Linked DNA regions of Drosophila melanogaster: region 1 is linked to region 2. A link is a contact called in public Hi-C data. All regions are on one chromosome and are shown on one strand. The core of a region is the stretch at or near the end of the contact, and the rest is flanking DNA. Distances in the headings are between cores, read along the strand shown.

Evidence for each region. A called contact is a pair of places that touch in the nucleus more often than the background predicts.
Region 1: a Hi-C map of the Kc167 cell line shows a contact between it and region 2, with 2.7 times the contacts expected there. A contact is called at or near these places in 5 of 107 Hi-C or Micro-C datasets (the Clone 8 cell line, the Kc167 cell line, the OSC cell line and 1 more).

The regions. Positions count from the first base shown.
Region 1 is chr3R:12,124,405-12,129,972 of dm6, reverse strand. CG4702 reads left to right here and starts at 1,772. Exons shown (of 5, transcript NM_141899.4): 1 at 1,772-2,102.
Region 2 is chr3R:12,014,751-12,020,586 of dm6, reverse strand. It overlaps Spt3, which reads right to left and starts at 3,431. Exons shown (of 1, transcript NM_141889.4): 1 at 2,037-3,431. The coding sequence starts at 3,361. The coding sequence ends at 2,207. It overlaps DCAF12 (DDB1 and CUL4 associated factor 12), which reads left to right and starts at 3,556. Exons shown (of 4, transcript NM_001275566.1): 1 at 3,556-4,035; 2 at 4,105-4,659; 3 at 4,719-5,123; 4 at 5,188-5,644. The coding sequence starts at 3,769. The coding sequence ends at 5,340. GCC185 (GRIP and coiled-coil domain containing 185 kDa) reads right to left here. Exons shown (of 5, transcript NM_001104285.2): 5 at 5,528-5,836.

The DNA of each region.
Region 1 (5,568 bases), core at 523-3,022, 110 kb before region 2:
TGCGGCTGCCCCGGTTCCATTGATTTGCACTCTCGGTTGACAGGGAAATCATTAGGCTAATGTGATTGAGGGGCAAGTGGTATGGCGCGGAGTGGATGAGAATGCCAAATGTAAACACAAATATTGGAATTGGCAAACAAAATCGAGCTGGGCACATAAATTAAACGGGAAATCGGTAATCCCACCGAATCCCGGCTACAGCTGAAATTGTCCGATATGCAAAGTCAGCTCGCTCGGCGATAACAAATGCGGAGCAATTATGGCCGCATTAGGCATATGCCCAAGTGGTCAAGTGTGTGGGGGTTTTTTGGAGTGCATCGCAAGGATTTGCATAAATCCCACCACATTTATTCAATAAGCAAACCACACAGAACAGAACACAAGCACTTGACTCGGCTGGGAGACCACTTAATAAACCACTCGGACGGGTTAAAAGAGTCTCTCCCCAAATGCTGATTGCCCGCACAGTTGGCATTGATTTACGGGTGGACTATACACAGAAACTCAGCTCCATCTTCCCTTCCACTTGCCATCCCAGTCCCAATACCATTCCCATTCCCGGCCCCGATTCCAATCGGGTATGCAAATCGAATACAACTAAATGTAAACACATACAACTGCATTTCAAGATGGCAACCTTCGTTGGTTGTTCCAATTCTATTTTCCGATTTGATTTCGCAAGGGTTCAAATGCCTCGTTTTCTGGGCTGGAGAGGATTTGGGGGGGATTTCGGACGACTGGATGTCTGGCAGACATTCTCAGGAAACTTTTGCCTGAACGGCTTAACTTTTTTGCACGTGTAGTTGGCCAGCAGGAGCTCTTAGAAGTGGTGGTCGCTGTACGGGGACGAGAACCCACTTTTAGTTAAATTTGCAAAAAAAAAAAAAAAGAGAACACATCTTTTATTCTTGGCAATCCCCTGAAATGTTTTCTTTGCCCAGAAGTTTCCTAATTTACCATTGACTCGAGATTGGACCAAGCAATCGGCTTAAGCCTAATGAATCACTCTGTTTCTGAATCTTTTAAAACAATTTCAAGATGAGCTGTCCTAGTCAAGGTCCCAGTAGAACAATAACTCTGCACCCACATCAAGGAACATGATCGACTGTCCAGCGACATGTAAATGAGATGGAAAACCTTGACGGCAGTTCAACCAGGTAGATTAACACCAACCGTTAACGCCCATTTTTCAGGCAGCAGACAACAATGGGCCATAAACGCATTAAGGTAATGGCAAACAAAACGGAGTTAACACAACAGGCAAAAGATGGATCGCGTCCACGAAGTCACACCTGCGATCTGACTAGCCACAACATGTTCGAGCTCAAACCGCACTTTGAAGTTCGAGCCTCGTTTGTCATCTGCGCAGGCGCCACCACACGCATGCGATCAGTGATGCTTATCTGGCCAATTTCCGTTCAAAAATACACAGGGCTTGTAAGTTGGCCAGCACTACTGAATAGAGAAATTAACATTTATTTTATTTAAAAGTTAAGTAATGCCTTTATTATTACAAATATTATTATTATATTTTATATATACCTGTCTCATATTTATTGTTTTATATAGTTGTAGCTGATCTTAAAATGGTAACAACTTTGTATGCTAAAATAACCTTCTTTCTAGAGACAACTCACAAGTGTGAAACTATCGCCGTCTTCCAACATGTTCGACTTCGAGCCTCGGCGGCTGCATTTCTTCGGTTCGATTCCAGGCCCATCGCGAAGACGGTAAAATGGGTCAGGCTATAAAAGCTGAAGTTCAAGGCGATCGCCGTTTCAGACAACTTTAGCAGCCGTCACAGCAACACCTCCATTTAAAGCCAGTAACCACCAGCTGTAGTGCCCAGTTAAAGCCGAACACTCTCGAATCGAAATTAACGAAAGAAAGTTGCCATCGATCCGACTGTCTCAGAAAGAGAGAGCAATTTTCGTGTGCAAAGTTTTTGGGTGAATTTTTAAGTGAATTGTGTGCTTGACAATCGCGTGCTGAAATCTGCACTTTTTCTAGTGCGACCAGCCAAACTAACTCAGCTGCAGCTGTAATTAAAATTTAAATTGCTTCGAGCTCGACAAATTAACAGACTGCAGATAAATAGACAGGTAAGAGGAATGTTTCAATGGAAACAGGATATTGAAGTCATTTTAGTGCCATTGAAGTGGCATTAATTCAATGACCGAAATAAATGTTTTTTCTGGGCAAATTGATAAAATCAAACGTTTATTAAGATAGATATATGCACAGAAAACACTTATTTTTGTTGACAAAGATTGTTTTCATTCAAGTTTTATTTGGTATATATTTCAAGTCATAACCCAAATCATGCATATTTATTGTTGTAGGGTAAAAAAAACGGCATTCTTCTAAAATGTGCACCACTTAGTGTATGTTAAAAAGATTATTTTCAACATCGATAGAAATTATAAAAAAAAAAAAAAACTATAAATCAATTTAAACACCGAAAACAACAACGGCTAATTCGCAACGCAAATACTGCAGTGCGTTCAACTAGAATTTCGTAGTAGAAAGTTATTGACAATTGATCGACTGCCACTATTTGGCCTCGAGTCGTGTCGTGCGTTTGTTTGTCGAACAAATTGGGGCTATATGGCAAGAGCCAAATATTTGGGTCAGGCCAAAAAGAAATAACAGAACTCGGGGCATAAATCCAGCAATGAAAAAGGCAACAGCCGGGCAGTAGCGGAAAGAGAGGAGATTTTCTGTTAAACGAGTTAACAACTTTGCATGAAAAAGCAAACAGAAACCCATCGACTGGACGGAGGGGCATGCACATGTCAAAGCGTTCGAAACCAGGGGGTTCTCTTTCGAGCCGGGAGGGGCCTTCCATTTCGTTGACGAGGTGCGATGAGGTGCGTCGGGCACAAAAAAAAAACACACACGCCCATGCACACGCACACGGAGATGTGCATTCAGCCAAGTTCTTTTCAAGTCAAACAACCAACACATCGTGCACCGATGATGGCCGCCCACTGACCCAAATGGGCGCCTGTTGACTGCCGCTCCAAAGAATTTTGGTTTTGAGTGCTCAGGAGAAGGCAGCCACACACCCCACTTTCAGGTGGAGAAGTCTTGCGGCCGTTTTGTCTGTGGCCTTGATTCGATGTGGGTATCCGACTTCGTTCCGTCTCTGTCTCTGTCTCGGAATCGGAATATCTCTCTCCGCTGTGGATAGCCCAATTAACGCCTGCCTTTTGGCCAAGACTTTGGCCAACTCCCATAGAAAATATATTTATTTAATTGCCTGTAAAAAGGATAAAATTGTCTGCTTTTTGTTTAACCATTCGCCTTGTGTGCACTTCTAGACTCTTTGCCTTTTTCTGCCTTGAAGCAAGTATTTTTCGTTTTTTTTTTTTTTTTTTTTTTTTTAACTTTCATTCATTGACCGCCGTTTGTTGCTTTTGGCATTTTGCGGTTGTCGTTGTCAGGCTGAGCGAGGTGAAAGTTTTTCTTTGGAGCTGTTAAGTCGTGTTTAATACAGTTTATGTTTGGTCCGTTCGGATACGAGCCAAACTGAATCGGTTTTCAATTCCAAGCAGGCTAGATAATGTGTTTTGCTTAAGAAAACTGCACTACTATTTGTGGATTAAACAAAGCGAAGCTCAACAATGGCAGTTGCAATTTGTCCATCAAATGCAGCTGACTGATAACCATAATGGCTGTGGAAATTGCAAGTGCAATTGGTTCTGCTTTCGTGCAGCCTTAAGTTGTTTGTCATTTTGCCCACTGCCGACTGGGTTTCGGGGTCAGTAAAACTTTCCAGAAGAAGTTTTCTCTGCAAAAAGTGAACCGTTGTATAGCTCATCCCGCCCTGGGATTGCATCACGGCTTAGGGTCTTACTCAATAATCAATCGACACCGCTCACATTAAAATGCAGCACAGTTACTGCGCATTTTGGCCAATTGACAGCTGGTTAGCGGTTTTCTGTCAGGGGTTGCTGACCACCGCGTCAGTGGAAACGAAAGACTTAAGGCACAAACTCGCTAGAAAGCCGCTGGGCATTCCAATTAAGGTTAAGCACTCGACGGCAGGCAATTGCCGAGCTTAAGCACTTAATTAAGTTTTTATTTTGTGTTATTTTTCTTGGTCAATAAACCTTGGCTTGATTCTGGGCGAAAAGAAAGTGAAATGTGAATTTTTCGAGGCTGCCTGAGTTTCTCTCAGCCGGAAACCTGTCCGTGACCGTCCAGAAACCCGGCTGAGCCCCGCAGAATGACTCAGGGCCCTCCTATCCAGCCGATCCACTCCCAGAAACCCAAGACGACGACGAAGAGCTTGCTCACTTACCGCAAATCACGAACGTTTTGCCGCTTTCTCATCATCATTATCATCATCATCATCTTTGACTTTGACCAAGGAGCCAGTGGAGCGTGCTTTGGCACGAGACCGCAAACGAAAATGAAAATAAATATCTGAGAGACGAGCACATAAATTACAATGATATTTCTGGGCAAAGAACTCGGTTATTGTTACACCCCCGCCTCCGTGACTCGAAAAATTGTTTCTCTTTGTGGCCGTTTGCGGTTTCCACACTTTCTAATTTGCGACTTTTGACCAACGGCAAGTGTAATTGCTGCTCTCGTTTTATTTTGTTATTGAAATAGTTATATTGCCCGTTGTTTGTGAAGATGTTTAATTGCCGTTTTAAGCCAGGCCATGAAAGTAAGAGTTGCGTGCAAAGATTCCAATTAGAGTTGCGTGTTTTCTTTTTAACAAGAGAGAAAGAAGGCGGCCGAAGATAACGAGGGAACTAGCCAGCTTGCCAGTAGAATTATGTCATAAACGGCCAGAGTGGCGATATCGATGTGACTAATTTGATCATCACAATTTCCACGGCTAATTTCCCACAATCAATAAAATTTCTCTGCCACACATTCCAGCTATTAATTACCATTATCTTAGCCACTAATCGCTGATTCACGTTCAAAGCCACAGTCTCCCGCTCAAACAGCTTTCTAAATTTACATGGCCACCATAATTTCCACGGAACTGGGTCGCATTGTGTCACAAGCCATCAAAACTCGACTCTTCGGAGCCGTGAGATGGAGTTGCCCGATTAATCAATGGCCGCACAATTTACATTTCCACGCTGACCCATTCTGGAGAGCCTGTTCTCGGCCAGCAATTAAATGGAAATCAATGCAATCTCCCAGCCATTGGCATTCCTCAGCCTCGTTGGCTTTATTAATTGTAACGGGAACCTGTTGCATGACATCTGAGCGAAAAGAACCGCTAGTTGAAACTGGTTGTGTAGCAATACAGAAGAACCAGAGGAGAAGAATACCCAGCCACTAACATTGGCGATCCCATTACGATTTGCAGCAAGTACGTACTAATCAATTCTGAATGGTTCTCGATGCTAATATTGCTAATACACATCTAGCCAACCGATTGTGGTGAGGAAGTCGCTGCTAATTGCCGGTACTTGCCACCTCAACTGTGGCGGCTTTCTATGTTGCCCAACCTGCCACTCGGTTGATATACCTGCCTCGAATGCTCCTCTTCATTCCGTGGATTTCCACTGGGGAACAGGTTACATTTGACCGACA
Region 2 (5,836 bases), core at 2,182-4,681:
TGTGCGCTCACCTCGACCCGCCTGTCACCCACCTGCCTCCCACCTGGGCACCCAAACGCACTCGGTGGCACTGCCAATCGCACTCGGGGATGGAGTGGCATGACCATGGATGCTGTGCCACCAATGACAATGAGATGAGAATGCCCTTGGGCTCCGTTCATAGGACGGATAGGTGGATGGACGGAGCAATGGCGATGGCGTTGGCGGGATCTTTCCGTTGGAGGCGTTTAATCTCATTCATTTTGAATAAGACCGGCTCCAGCGTATTTAGCCTGAGTACTTGTGTCAACACATTCCAAGACGGTTTCAAATTAAAAGGCCGTGTAATATGCTCCTCCGAGGGACTGTTTTTGTTTTGGTTTCCTTTTATTTTTTTGCTAGCTTCTAATGGTTTATGCCTAGACAACTGTCAATGGTCTCGGGGGCTGGGCATCGGGGGAAATTGCCTCCGGCTGACGTCAGCAACTTTTCGAGAAAGCGAAAGTAATTAAAAAAGTTTAGCCGAACGGATTTTCAAAAATATCCAATTGCTAAGCCAGACATGCAATTGATGTTTCTCAACTGCACACTCTTTGTGGCAAGTTAGAGAAATTAAAAGCTTTACTTAATTAGCCGCTCAGCAAACATGTTCTTAAACATAAGTCAATTTTGAATAAAAATTTTCAATATTCATGCTATGATTTTCTGTTTACATAGTGTAATTCTATTTAACTATCATTGTTAGAAAAGTTTAGAAAACAGTATCTTTCAAAACAGTATCTTTCGAAGGATAATTAATTCTGTATTCTAAATTATTCAAGAAATTAAGGTATAGAGGCATATTTACATACATACGTATAATATGAGGGCCTTCCCTTTAAGAGAAGTTTAAGGCAACTCGGCTACAAGGGATTGGGGCATATTGACTTTACGCGGCCTGGAAATTGGCTACGTGACTTGACAATACGAAGAAATGACGACGCGACGACGAGCTCCACGGACCTGATGATGATGGTCCTGTTGGGGACGAAGCGAAGAGCCGCATGAAATGCAAATTTGGAAACATTAACAGTGAGTGTGGAGAAGTGTGGGGAGCAGTGCGCGGGGTCAAGGAAAAAAATCACAAGGACGATGCTGGAATGGAAACAAGTTGTTGGCTTAATTTCGTCACAGCCAGCTTGTTTTCATTAACTGGCCATCGAGGAGCTATCGACTGCGTTCCGGCGCTCGTTAGGCGTATGAGCAATCGATTAAGAATAATGGGCCGTTGGAATTACATCTGCAGCACAGAGCAATCAACATTAAGATCCGATTAAACTAGGATATCCCACCGAAGAAAATAACAAGAGGATACCTTTAAAGGTGCATCGATTTTAAGTCAAATTTCGGACCGCATGTTATCAGATAAACAAGCGGGTGATAGGAATAAGAAAAATTTCAAATAAATGGTTTTTAAAAGTTATTTTAAAAAGGTTTTTGGAAAAGATTTGGATTTTGCCTTTGCTATACAATCATGACCACAATTGCACATATGTACATATATTAAAAGTTCAAGTGACATTGAGCAATAATTCTTAATCCTTTTCAATTCACGGCAAAAGACAGAATGAAACCCGCCACCCATAACTGCGGAATGAATTTTAACCCCTTTACCCTTCGTTGCTATGCGTGTCACACACATTTATATGCACAACAGGAAGTTGATTATTAAGTGCGTTCGCGAGTTGCTTCTCTTAATGCCTTATGCTGCAGTCTCTCCTGCAATCCTGCGGCATCCTTGCTGGTCCTTCTCCTTCGCTCCGTCTGTGTGGCACACGTGCGAGTGCGCCTGTCGGCAAATTTCTTTATTGCGCTTTTATTTATCTGTCGGTGCCAGTTTCAACTTCGTTTACCGCTTCAATTTATCGGCTCCATGCGAGGCAGATTCACCCGTCCGTAATTGGAGTGCGTTTTTCTGTCTTTTAGTCGCAGCCTCAAAGGCCAGGATATGTGCCACAGGCAAATTGAATTAATGAATATGCCTAGTTGTTCTTGACCTCTCAGGAAAAAACTTTTTTAACGAGCCAAAATTGCTTTATTTTATAATTTGTATAATTAAAATGTAGAGCGCGTTAATTGTTGGGGATTGAATTACTTTAAATGAATTAATTGTACAGTCTATTTTTTGTGAATAAAATCAATAATTGACGCAAATAAAAATAGGCGAGGATATTAAGATCATTAAAACTTAAATGGCTAGAAAACTGCGCCGGAAATCGATGTCGCAAGAGTTGCGATACCGCCCAATCTTACGGCTGCTCATTTGCCGGAAACGGCGCATGGCCTCGTGGATCTCCGGTACACTGATTGGCTTGACCACCTCCATGCCGCGACCCTGTGTGACCTCCGGACAGACGTGCATCATAGCCGGACTGCCTCCGGCGGAGGTCACTCGGCTGTAGGGCTCGGTCGCACGGTTGTCCGAGTTCAGGCGCGTCAGGATCGAATAGTCGACAATGGCGGCAATGGTCTCATGCGCCAGATAGGCCAAAATGTTCATTGTCGGCGTTGGGATGCGAAGGTCCGCGGGCAGGTCCAGAAAGCGGCGGAACTTGTTCTTGATCTTCTCCCCATGGCGGCAGTAGAATGACGTCTTGCGCGCCTCATTGAACTCCAGGTATTGCTGGCCCGTAAGGATCTGCGATATCCGATCTGCGCGGAATAATCTTCGCATTCGGTCCTCGTCGTGTAGCTCGTACACATCGATGGCCAGCTCCTCGTCCTCCTCCTGCTGCTCCAAGTCGTCCATGAAGTCCTGCGGCCTTCCCGTGCGGATACTAAGGAACCTTTTGAGTATGCGCATATCCTTGAGGTGCTTTCGCATCCGAGCTATCTTCACCGGATGGTTGCGCATCAGGAACTCAAAGTCCGCCTGCGACGGGCAGGGATTCTGTTTCCGCCGCATGGCCACCAGCGAAGCCTCATTGAAGATGCCGCGCAGCTGCTGCTGCAGGATCTGCTCCACCAGCTTGACACTTCCCGTCCTGGGCTGATCGCTGTCGCCGAAGCTTCGCATGATATCCGCAATCTCTGTGAGCAGTGAGACAGGTGCATCATCCGGAATGAGAACGTTGGCAACGTTGCTCCCGCTGGCACCACCGGCTACATTATGTCCAGCTAGGTTGATCTGCTGTGGCGAGGGATTCGTCGGTATGCTTCCACTTTGCAGCAGAATCACTTGGCGCTGCACAAGCAGTGGCTTGATGTCCTCGGTGGTCTGCAGTTGCGGCGTGCTGGGCGCCGAGGGCGGGGCAGGTCCAATCATTATCGGCGACGCTGCCATGTCGTTGGAACCCACGCAAACCGAGTTCTGTCGCATTACTCGCTTGGCGTTGTAGTTCATTTTATTTACAAACAAAGTCACCACTTCAATCGCAACAGCTGATTTCGTGAGAATAGATAAAACCCTTTGTGAAAGCGATGGCCTATCGTTAGGGATGAACGATAGTGTAACGCATTTGTGCGACATCCGACTTTATATAAATACTGTATATTATATATATATTATTATATATATATATATATTCAGGTAACCAGAGCGGCCGAGTATTGTGCCAAATAGAAAAATGTCAACACTTGTATTTTTATTTCCCTTAATTTGTATCTCTGCATTAAATGCAAAACAATCGGTTCAGCAAACTTCAGTTCCGAACCAGTAGTTCCACTGTAGTCTACGCACCACCATTTTTGTTTGCGGATGATAACCCGTAAAGCAAAAGACAACAAATCGGATTAAACAATTACCTTAAGATGTTCAACGGGATGGTGAGAACCATCCGCGACAGCGTCGTGGGCACCTATCCGTCCTGCCACGTATCCTCGCGGCTGGAGGAGCGCAGGGCCAAGCAGCGGGCGATGCGACAGGAGCGTAGACGAAAACCGGACAAACCAGACGACTTTGTTACTTACGAGGATTCCGGCAGCGACGAGGAGACGCCCCAACAGCAGGAGGAGGTCCTGAACACATCCTACAACCTGTGCGACTACCTGCGCAGCCGGGAGAGTGGACTCCGAGATGTGGGTATATGTTGTGAAGTCGCACCACTTGCATTGCTAACGTGAACTTTGTCCCACCATCCTCTGCAGCGTCGCAGTGTCAATGTGGAGTACACCAGCCGCTATGTGCTAACCCACGACATGCTGCGCGAGACGCAGATTAGTCTGGGCTACATCAACAAGGTCTTCTGCTCCAAGTGGCTGAGCAGTCGACAAGTGGTTTTCGGGACCAAGTGCAATAAACTGCTCGTCTACGATGTGAACATGCGCCGGGTGGACGCCATCCCAACGCTCTCAAATAGCCGGGCAAACCATCCTGAGGTCCAGGGTGGCCTGCATGCCATCGAGCTGTCGCCCAGCCGATCCTTCCTAGCCACCGGTGCGCGCAACTCCTCCGATATTGCTGTTTACCGACTGCCTACGCTGGATCCCGTCTGTGTGGGCGAGGGTGGGCACCGCGACCTTATAATGGGCATGTGCTGGCTGGATGACCAGTTTCTTGTGTCCGGATCGAAGGACTCGCGCATGGCTCTGTGGCGCATCAACGAGGATCACATGGAGTTTCCAGATGGCGGCGAGGAAGCGTGTCCCACATTCGCAACCATCCACCCCCTTAGTGTCAAGGAAGTTCGCACTGCCCAGAGGGTGAGCTTATGAATGCAAATCAAATCAAAGAACCATTTTATCAATAAGATCTTTTACAGATTCGATCTCTTTGCTTCAACAAGGAGTTTAAGGAGATCGCCGCCCTCTCGCTGAACGGATACATTCACATCTTCAATGCGGAGACCTTCAAGCAGACACTCTCACGAAAGCTGCCAAACTGCCAGGACAACGTGAGCATCGCCTACCACAGCGACGGCCTTTATGCCGTTGGATGCCGTTCCTATACCATCCTTTTGGACGCCCGAACCCTTCAAACCATTAAGAAGATCACATCTCGATACAGTGGCTGCGGTATACGGGCGACTTCGTTCGAAGGTAACCTGCTCACCGTTGGCACGGGTCTGGGCATGCTCCTATTCTACGACATTCGAGCCGGAAAGTATTTGGAGAGCAGTGTGAATGCCTCGCGCACAGTCGCACTCAAGTGCAGCAAAGGAATTGTGGTAAGTGAAGAGGTTACAGTTCCACAAAATACACCAATTCACCTAACTGTTTTGTACATTTCAGTATCCGGAGGATGAGATGGATGGCTTCCAGCAGGTGAAGTATGTGCCCGCCATCTACACCCACTGCTATGACAGCACTAGGATGCGCCTCTTCGCTGCAGGAGGACCACTGCCGGCGACTTTGGTGGGCAACTATGCGGGCGTTTGGCAATAGATTGGCATAGGATCCGATCCGGGCTCACAATACTGATTAGTATTTAAGTAGTTATTCGACTTGTGATCTTTAATCTTTTGGCGCATTTCGATTCAAATCGTTCACCTGCATATGTATTCCGCCAAGACAGAATTTTTATTTAACTTGATTACTCACTTTTGGTTTTAATGAAATTTATGTAAGATTTATGTTAATGATATTTTATATTGTGTGTAAACAATATACACCGTTTAAAAGTGTAAATGTAAGCATAAATACCGATCCTATTTATATATAGTACATACAATACAAATAATGGAATACTAATTTATAGACAATGCATCTGATTTATAGTCTGATCTATATGGTAATAGAATTTCAAATTAAACAAACCATTGAAAAACATTGTTTTTAAATATATGCAAAGGCTTTCTTCAATCTACAACGCGCATATTGCCGGTGGTGCTGTATAGGGCACTCAACACAACGGGTGTGGACAAATTACAAGAGTGTACAA